2 separate regions of the Mus musculus genome follow, and region 1 is linked to region 2. Evidence: chromatin contacts called from public Hi-C data. All regions are on one chromosome and are shown on one strand. Each heading gives the region's core, a stretch centred on a gene start, on an enhancer-like site or on the middle of the called end of the contact. The rest is flanking DNA. Distances are from core to core; before and after follow the strand shown.

The links. A called contact is a pair of places that touch in the nucleus more often than the background predicts.
Region 1: a Hi-C map of cerebellar granule neurons shows a contact between it and region 2, with 1.7 times the contacts expected there. The contact joins the enhancer-like site here to the promoter of Spock1 in region 2. A contact is called at or near these places in 1 of 39 promoter capture datasets (the SN4741 cell line), 2 of 484 Hi-C or Micro-C datasets (the N1E-115 cell line and cerebellar granule neurons), 2 of 115 datasets of contacts at active chromatin or transcription factors (embryonic stem cells and stem cell-derived neural progenitor cells) and 1 of 9 other capture datasets (adipose tissue).

The regions. Positions count from the first base shown.
Region 1 is chr13:57,981,574-57,985,672 of GRCm38.p6, forward strand. No RefSeq gene overlaps it. Among named protein-coding and RNA genes, the nearest start is that of Mir874, 40 kb to the right of the region's middle. Within about 2 kb of position 2,023, at least 17 of the 459 cell types and tissues checked have an H3K27ac peak or open chromatin away from gene starts, as enhancers often do. A contact at or near this core is called in cerebellar granule neurons, where this site is marked.
Region 2 is chr13:57,906,757-57,910,448 of GRCm38.p6, forward strand. It overlaps Spock1 (sparc/osteonectin, cwcv and kazal-like domains proteoglycan 1), which reads right to left and starts at 1,576. Exons shown (of 12, transcript NM_009262.3): 1 at 1,436-1,576; 2 at 646-831. The coding sequence starts at 831.

The DNA of each region.
Region 1 (4,099 bases), core at 773-3,272, 75 kb after region 2:
TTAAGAAACATGTTCATATAAAAGAAGAGAACTCTTTTCCCGAGAATGCCTGGGAGATAACAGTGAAGCGTCTGAAGGGAAAATATTAAGAGACGTGATTAGCTGAGCCTAAGAAAGAGACGGTTTTAAAAAGACAAACAGCCTTGTTGCAGGCAGCGGGCTAGATCGCCCTTCCACCTGGGAATAAACCAGAGGCTTGTCTCCTCTGTAATGTGATCAGCCCTCAGCACTTAGGAATTGGGATCAGATTGTAACCCTCAGTCATTAAGTCTGGAGTTACAGCCAGCCAATTCGGAAGCTCTTGCTTAAAATCGATCATTACAAAGAGTAAAATATAGGGTGGCCTGCCTGGTGGTTACACAAGTCAGAGGCGATGAAAAGCTATAGGGAGGGGATTAGGCCACCCGCCCCCCACTGCTCCATACCCTGAGTCTCATCTGAAGACCCAGAACAAACTCCTACCCTGCCCACACCGAAGTTCATTACTCCCACAGGAAAATCTACCTGTGGGCACTCAAGAGGCCACAAAGACAGGAAGGAAGTATATGTATAAGTATATGAGTGCACTGTAGTTGTGCAGATGGTTGTGAGCCTTCATGTGGTTGTTGGGAATTGAATTTTTAGAACCTCTGCTCCCTCCGGTCGCTCCCGTCGGCCCTGTTTGCTCTGGCCCAAAGATTTATTTATTATTATACATAAGTACACTGTAGCTGACTTCAAACCTACCAGAAGAGGGCATCAGATCTCATTACGGGTGGTTGTGAGCCACCATGTGGTTGCTGGGATTTGAACTCAGGACCTTCGGAAGAGCAGTCAGTGCTCTTACCCGCTGAGCCACCTCACCAGCCCGGAAGAAGGAGTTTTTATACCGTGCCATGAATGTACAAGGTTCTACAGAAGCTTCGCACCAGTGAGGTCATTGGGTAGAGGCATTCTGGGCCAAAGATGAAGAAATCAGCTATCCAAAAGCCCTAAAATTTGCCCCAGGTTTGGAGAGTAGCTGGACAAAGACTCTGGCTCAAGGTGTGTGGTTCAAGAGTGATTCATAATGTAACACAGTCCAGCTGTAACTCCTTGCCCAAGTGCCGAGCATAAGGAAGGATTCGATTTGCTGCGGGCCCTCCATAAGCAGGAGAGCCCGATCATAGACTAAGTCCTTGGAAACCACGAGCTAAATATCTGTCTATATTAGATATTTTTTTATCATAGTAACAGAAAGCTAACTAATATGTTCCTCAATTTTTTTAAATCAAAGATTGAATTCAATGATCTTCCTCCACCATCACTAGCACCACCAGCCTTCTCTGCTGCTTGCAGGGAAGGGGCTTCTCCGTGACATAAAGGGGAGGAGCACCACCGCTGAGAAGCCTGAGACCCACAGGAAGTTTCTCTTCTCCCTCCCCAGATACTGTGGCCCATAGTTCCCTGCACGTAGCCCAGATTTACCAGCCTGTGGATTCCCACGGAAAGGCGGCACCCAGCCAAGCAGCCCCATATGCTAAGTGGGAACCCCAGACACACATCCAGAACAAACTTCCTGAGAGCCCCACAGGGCCACCAGATTTCTGTGCCGCTCAGGCAGCACACTCACTTCAGCCCTCCACTCCTCTAGAACGAGGCTTCAGTGCAGGAGACCAAGCCACGCGTCAGAGGATTTAGGGATATGTCTGGTTCCACCAATGTTAATTTCCCTTTTCTGACATCAATACCAGCGGGGACAGCAGCGCCTCACCCCCACCCCCACCACCCACCACCCACCCACCCCCGCCTGTGAACCCTACAGCACGTGGGGCCCCACCCTCAGGCCCTGCCTCTTGCAGTCCCTTTGACAGCGCTCTGCTTCTAGGTACCATGCCGTCCTGATTTTGCTGATTAGAAAACTGAAACTCTGAGGCTGAGTGACCAGCCTAATGTCACATGGATAATAAGTGAAGGGGGTGAGCGCTGGGTCTTTCTGATCTGACAGCTTGCACTGTTAACAGCTTCCCCCAGGGCCTGGCGCTGTGCCTGATGTTCACTACGTGTGTGTTGATAAGTTAGTGTGTCCATATGGTACAAGGACAGGAAGCCCTTCACGAGCAGACCGGCACATCACACTGAGCTCTAGAAAGAAGGACGTACCTACAGCCGTGCTGCTGGGAGGAAGGAGGTCCCGACCACCTTTCCGGGAAATGGGGCCATGGCCTTTAGCAAGGGCTGCAGGTGACTAGAAACACAGGGGTTGGGGGTGGGGGTGGGGGAAGCAGCTGCTATTTCATCTGCGGTTTGCTTTTTCGTGACCGTCAATTTACTACACAATCAAATTTTACTTTTCAAGAATTACAAGGAAACACTCGCCCCCACCCCACCCCCAAGACAAACCCTTCAAAGGATGGGGCTGGTCCCAGCCAAGGGATAAACTTCTGTTCATCTACTCAGCAAACAGCTTTGAGCATCTACTGTGTGCCTTATTCTGTGCCAGTCTCTTTAAGGGACTATCATCCTGGAGACTTGAGGCTACAGATGCAAAGAAACTCTAGAATATAGGCATGAGGCTAACAACCGCACAACGCCCCGAGGGGAAGGTGAACTTTGAGGGTGTGAGATAAAGCAGCTGGATTTAGTTCGCTAGGGTCATGGCGGGCCTGATGGGGGACTTTGAAGCAGAACCATTAATCATGTGAAGGAATTCACCAAGCCAGCAGAGGGCAGAGGCGGGAAGGTATGGTAGCGAGCTGTCTCTCCTTGTCTCTCTTACTCCATGCTACCCTGTACTAGGCCCCAGGCTTCTTTCTCAGGCCACCTAATGGACCCGACTGTACTCAGCTCCTGACCCAGGAAGGCCAGTGGGGTGTAGGTATAGTGTTTCCAAATTGAACCTTGACCTTGTGTCTCTGTTCAGGACACACCGTATGGGCTGGGAACCAGCACCATGGTACAATGGACTTGGTAGGTCAGTCAGGTTAAACCACAGCACAAGTCTCTGAGAGCCACCCCCACCGCCGGCCCCGTCCCCACCCCTGGCCCCACCCCGTCCCCACCCGCCCCCACCCCAGCGCCCAGCTCCTAGCTTCCGGTCCTCCTCAGGCTTCACCTGCAGCAGTCCAGCCTCTTTGTTATCAGCAGCAAGTACTTTTCATGCTTACAAGATTAAAATTCCAGATTACAAAATGGGTAAAGCAGCTCTTGTACCCAGGACCTGCATCTCATAACAGTACACGTGTAAACCCATGCAAGCTGGCAGAGTCTCTCAGGAAGACGGCTCAGCTCTCGCCCAGCTGAGAACACTTCTCTTCGGAGGAGTGAAGCAGCCCAGGGCCTCTCTTTCAAAAAACACAAAGATCTCGGGTTTATTTCAGGGACTGAATGACTCTGTAGCGAGAATAGGCTTCCTCCTGCTCCCAACGCGGCCCCGAGGATGAAAATGATAGGTCGGTTCTCTCCAGAAATCTGAAAAAGGCTGAGGCATTACACCCCCAAAGCACCCCCAGAGATAAAAGAGAAAGATTAAGTAATTTGAAGATAATTTCTTCTGTGAAAAGAATAATGTTGCCACCGAAATGAAAACCCTTGTAATAAAACCAAATTATTCTGAGACGGCAGCAGTGGGAGCTCTCTGCCTCTCTTAGACAGCACTTCTGCAAGATCCGTGCTGTGTTCATTGGCACAGGGTGAATATACCCAAGGTGGATCCCTGGGCCGGCAGGCGCCCAAGACGCTGTCTGCAGAATTGACCAGGTAACACAGGGTAACACAGGTCTGACATCAAATGCCAGGCAAGTGGGCCGCCACAGGCTTTTGCTCCAGGGTCCAGGTCTAATATTACTAGCTATGATTGTGTGCAAAGGTCTAATATAAATAACAATAGTGAACCTTGCCAAGCCAAGAGAGTCAGAACTAATCTCTGGGGCCCCAAGGAAATCGCACATCAGTGTCACAAACACGGCTGCTGCTTCTCTTCTCTGAGCTGGGTTCTACTTTGGACTGGATCTCGTTTTCATTTGTCCTGTGGTCTGTATGCAATCAGGACCAGAGGCCAACCTCTGTGCAGCTAAGGCCCAAAGAACTTAGAGCAGAATCTGGACTTAGAGAGGTGAAGAGATAACAGCCCAACCACACT
Region 2 (3,692 bases), core at 326-2,825:
GGTATGTAGGAGCCAGGACTGTGGCGGAGACAAACAGCAGATGTGCCCTGATGCCCCAGGGTTTCTCCCCCACATCCCACCTGGCACTCTCCTGGGGAAAGGATTCTCTGATTCTCTGCGCTGCCTGTTCCCTTTTCCCTTCCACTGAAGTCTGGAAGACTCCAAGCCACTGCACTGTTCCCTGCTATCCCATCAAGTTCATTGCCAGGAGGCCCCCAAGACCTCCCCTCATGCCTGACCTCATGGCTTCTTAATAAATGAGCTATACACATCACTAGAGATTTTTTTTTCCTGATGCACCCAAAAGATAGCCAGATCCTGCAGCTCCCAGGACCTTCCTTCCAGGGTTTGGTAAAGTCAGTCTGCCATCAGTAGCTCTCAGACACTTGGAGAGCCCCTCTCCCCAAGCTGCTTAAGGTTTGTGCCCTGTTTCTGTGAGGACAGCTGCATCGATCCTACAAGTGCACATACCTGGAATACAGGTAACACGCAAGAGCACCCAGCCTTCCAAGTTCTCTTTAAAGTTCCTCTCAGGCTAGACGGATGCACTGTGGACCTCCATGAGAGGTTTGAACCTACCACCCCCAACCCCTACACTGGTCTCTGAGCCCCCCCCCCCCATTTTCCACCCCCAGCCGAACTCACATCTCGGAAGCGGTTCCAGTACTTGTCACGGTCATACTGGGAGACAGTGCTCAGCCACTGGTCATTGTCTAGGAAATTGGCGTTGTTGAGGGCCGCGCCACCGGCCAGCGCGTCCAGGTGCCGGCTGTCCACTTGGAGGAAGCACCACGCCGCGGCGGCCGCCGCGAGCACCGCGATCGCTGGCATCTGGGGGCAGGGCACACGGGCGTGAGCCGGTGACAACAGGGCTACCTCAAGCCCCTCACTCCCACCGGGTGTCTGGGCGCCTAGGGGCGCGCACAAGCTGCAGCGCCTGGGCTCACCGCGGGGACAGGGTGGTCCCTCTCACACCTGGGACGGAGGTTGCACCTGGAGAGCCCTTATGCATGGAAACAGCTACAAACGCAGAGCCTAGGTCACCGACTCGGGGCCGCCGTCAAACTACTGAAGACCCTCTCACCGGCTCTCCGTTGTGGGGCTCCAGTACATCTCCCCCAAAACCCGGATGCTCAATGTGCCAGCCGCACTCCCACAGACGGGCCCCACAGCTCTGGTGTAGGGATAGGGATAACGGCGCTCTGAGCATCATCCCAGGCTCTGGCAGACGGGGGCTTTGGGGTGCCCTCAAGCCGGGCTTCCCGTTCCCAGCTAAGGCAAAGGTCTCTCTGCTCCCGGCCCGCGGCTTCTGCGCAACAGGGACACGCAGAAATGCCCCCAGGCCCTGACCCTGCCAGCCCGGGAGATGGCCTCAGGAAGGTCCCAACTACGCCAAATATGCCAAGTTGGGGCTCAGTGTTCTGCGGACACGTACCTTGGGAGCCCGCCCGAGTCCCGGCGCCCGAGTTGCTGGGGTTCCTGTACCGCGGTGGCTGGGAAGGCTGATGCCCGGCTCGTTCCCTTGCGCACCTGCCGCCGCCGCGCGTCCGGCCGCTTTGTGAGCCCGCAGCGCTCTGGCTCGTCTCGGGCGCGGCGTCCGCGGGCGGAGAAGCCTGAGCTCCTAGCCGAGGCCTCTGGCGCCCCCTGGCGGCTACTTGGCGCTCAGCGGTCCCATCCGGGAGCGTGATTCATTCGCAGCTCTACAGGGCTGACACAGATTTCAAGCTCAGGGAAATGATGTTAGAAGGCCAAGAAGTCGCCAGTGTTGAGGGACTCTCAACGAGTAAGTGCTTGGGACACCCGTCTCAGAATCTCTACGGTGGAGAGAGGAGACTCTCTCCAAGAGTCGGCCCTTTAAATGAGTCCCTGTTGCGTCTTGTGCACAGACAATATTTAGGTGAACTTCTCTACTCCCTGGTTCAAGCCATACACCCAGCATCTCTAAGTCTGATCTCCAACCAGAGCCACCCCTAAGAGTCCTGTGGAACCGACCTCCAGCTTCAAGCACGGACAGAAGGAGAAAGCTGGCCTTGACCCAGCCCTCTCTTCTCTTTCCAAATACTCAGCGTGTTTGGTTTAATAGGGGTGGGAGCGACTTAACAGGTGCATCGCTGCCTACTTCTTGGCACAGCTATAGCCTATAGCCCTGAACACACACACACACACACACACACCAAACTCAAAACCCTTCAGGACACTTCCCTGAGAAACACCCAAACCCTAGTCCCCTGCACACCTGGTCCTTGCCCTCTTACCCTTCTGCCTCTGTTTGCCCCCACCCACCCACCCACCCCTGCCTTCTTGTCCCCACTTTCTACACAGGCTAGCCTTGGGGTCAGACCCCAGTGGCAAGGGCTCCTCCAGGCCTGGGATCACTTTGCCCCTGGGCAGACTTGAGCTACCAGAATATCTGAATGCATTCTGCAGCTGCCTCATCTCCATTTGTTCCGAGATTTGTGGTCCCTGTGATTCAGGCCAGGACCTCGGTGACACTGCCCTGAGAACTCAGTGTTTCTCCAGCTGCAAGCTCACTGCGCTTAAGGTCACTTATGGCAAGCGTGACCTTCCCGTGGGCTGGAACTCTCTGACAGTGCGATCTGCCTTGCTCTCAGCAGCTGCACCAGTCATGACACACCACCAACAGTCAGTATCAGAGGGATCCTGAGCCCTGCTTTTCAATATGCCACCACGATGATGTGGCCGGTTGTGAGTCGTGCTGTAATAATTGGGCAGATGGCATGGTTTAAGCATGTGAATTGCAGTTCTTGTGCATTCTGGGAGGCCTTAGTACAGGAGAAGTGGAGTCTTTTTTTTTCATGTTGGGGAAACACCTCACCCAGAGAGTATCTTATCACGGGGATGAACACAGTGAGTATCTGATGTCATAGCTGGAGAGAGAGAGGCTTGGGATAGTGAGAGGAATGCATCTCATTTCAAGAGAAACTTATGTGCCAAGTTGGGGCTCAGTGTTCTGCGGACACGTACCTTAGGAGCCCGCCCAAGTCCCAGGACCGCAGTACCGTGGCTGGGAAGGCAGCTGCCCGGCTTGTTCCCCTGCGCACCTGCCGCCGCAGCCGCCGCCTTTGTCCCGCGCTCTAGCTCACATACGGGCCTGTGCAAGCATTACCTCTCATTCCCCAGCCATGTTTTGTCAGCACCCCTGTTCTGAAGAGTCACACCCGATGTCATTTTTGCCTCCTCATAACCAGTTCTTTCATCAAGCCATCTTAATCTACCTTTGAGTTAAGTGATTGGCCACACCAGCCGCCTGCCCTGCTCAAGCCTGGGCTCTTTCTATGAACTCCTGCAGCATGGCCATTCCTGGCTCTTCAGTCGTCACGGATCATCTTTTCCAGTCGTCACGGATCTTTTTTTGTTTTGTTTTGTTTTGTTTTGTTTTGTTTTGTTTTGTTTTTCGAGACAGGATTTCTCTGTATAGCTCTGGCTGTCCTGGAACTCACTCTGTAGACCAGGCTGGCCTCGAACTCAGAAATCCGCCTGCCTCTGCCTCTGCCTCTGCCTCTGCCTCTGCCTCTGCCTCTGCCTCTGCCTCTGCCTCTGCCTCTGCCTCTGCCTCTGCCTCTGCCTCTGCCTCTGCCTCTGCCTCTGCCTCTGCCTCTGCCTCTGCCTCTGCCTCTGCCTCTGCCTCTGCCTCTGCCTCTGCCTCTGCCTCTGCCTCTGCCTCTGCCTCT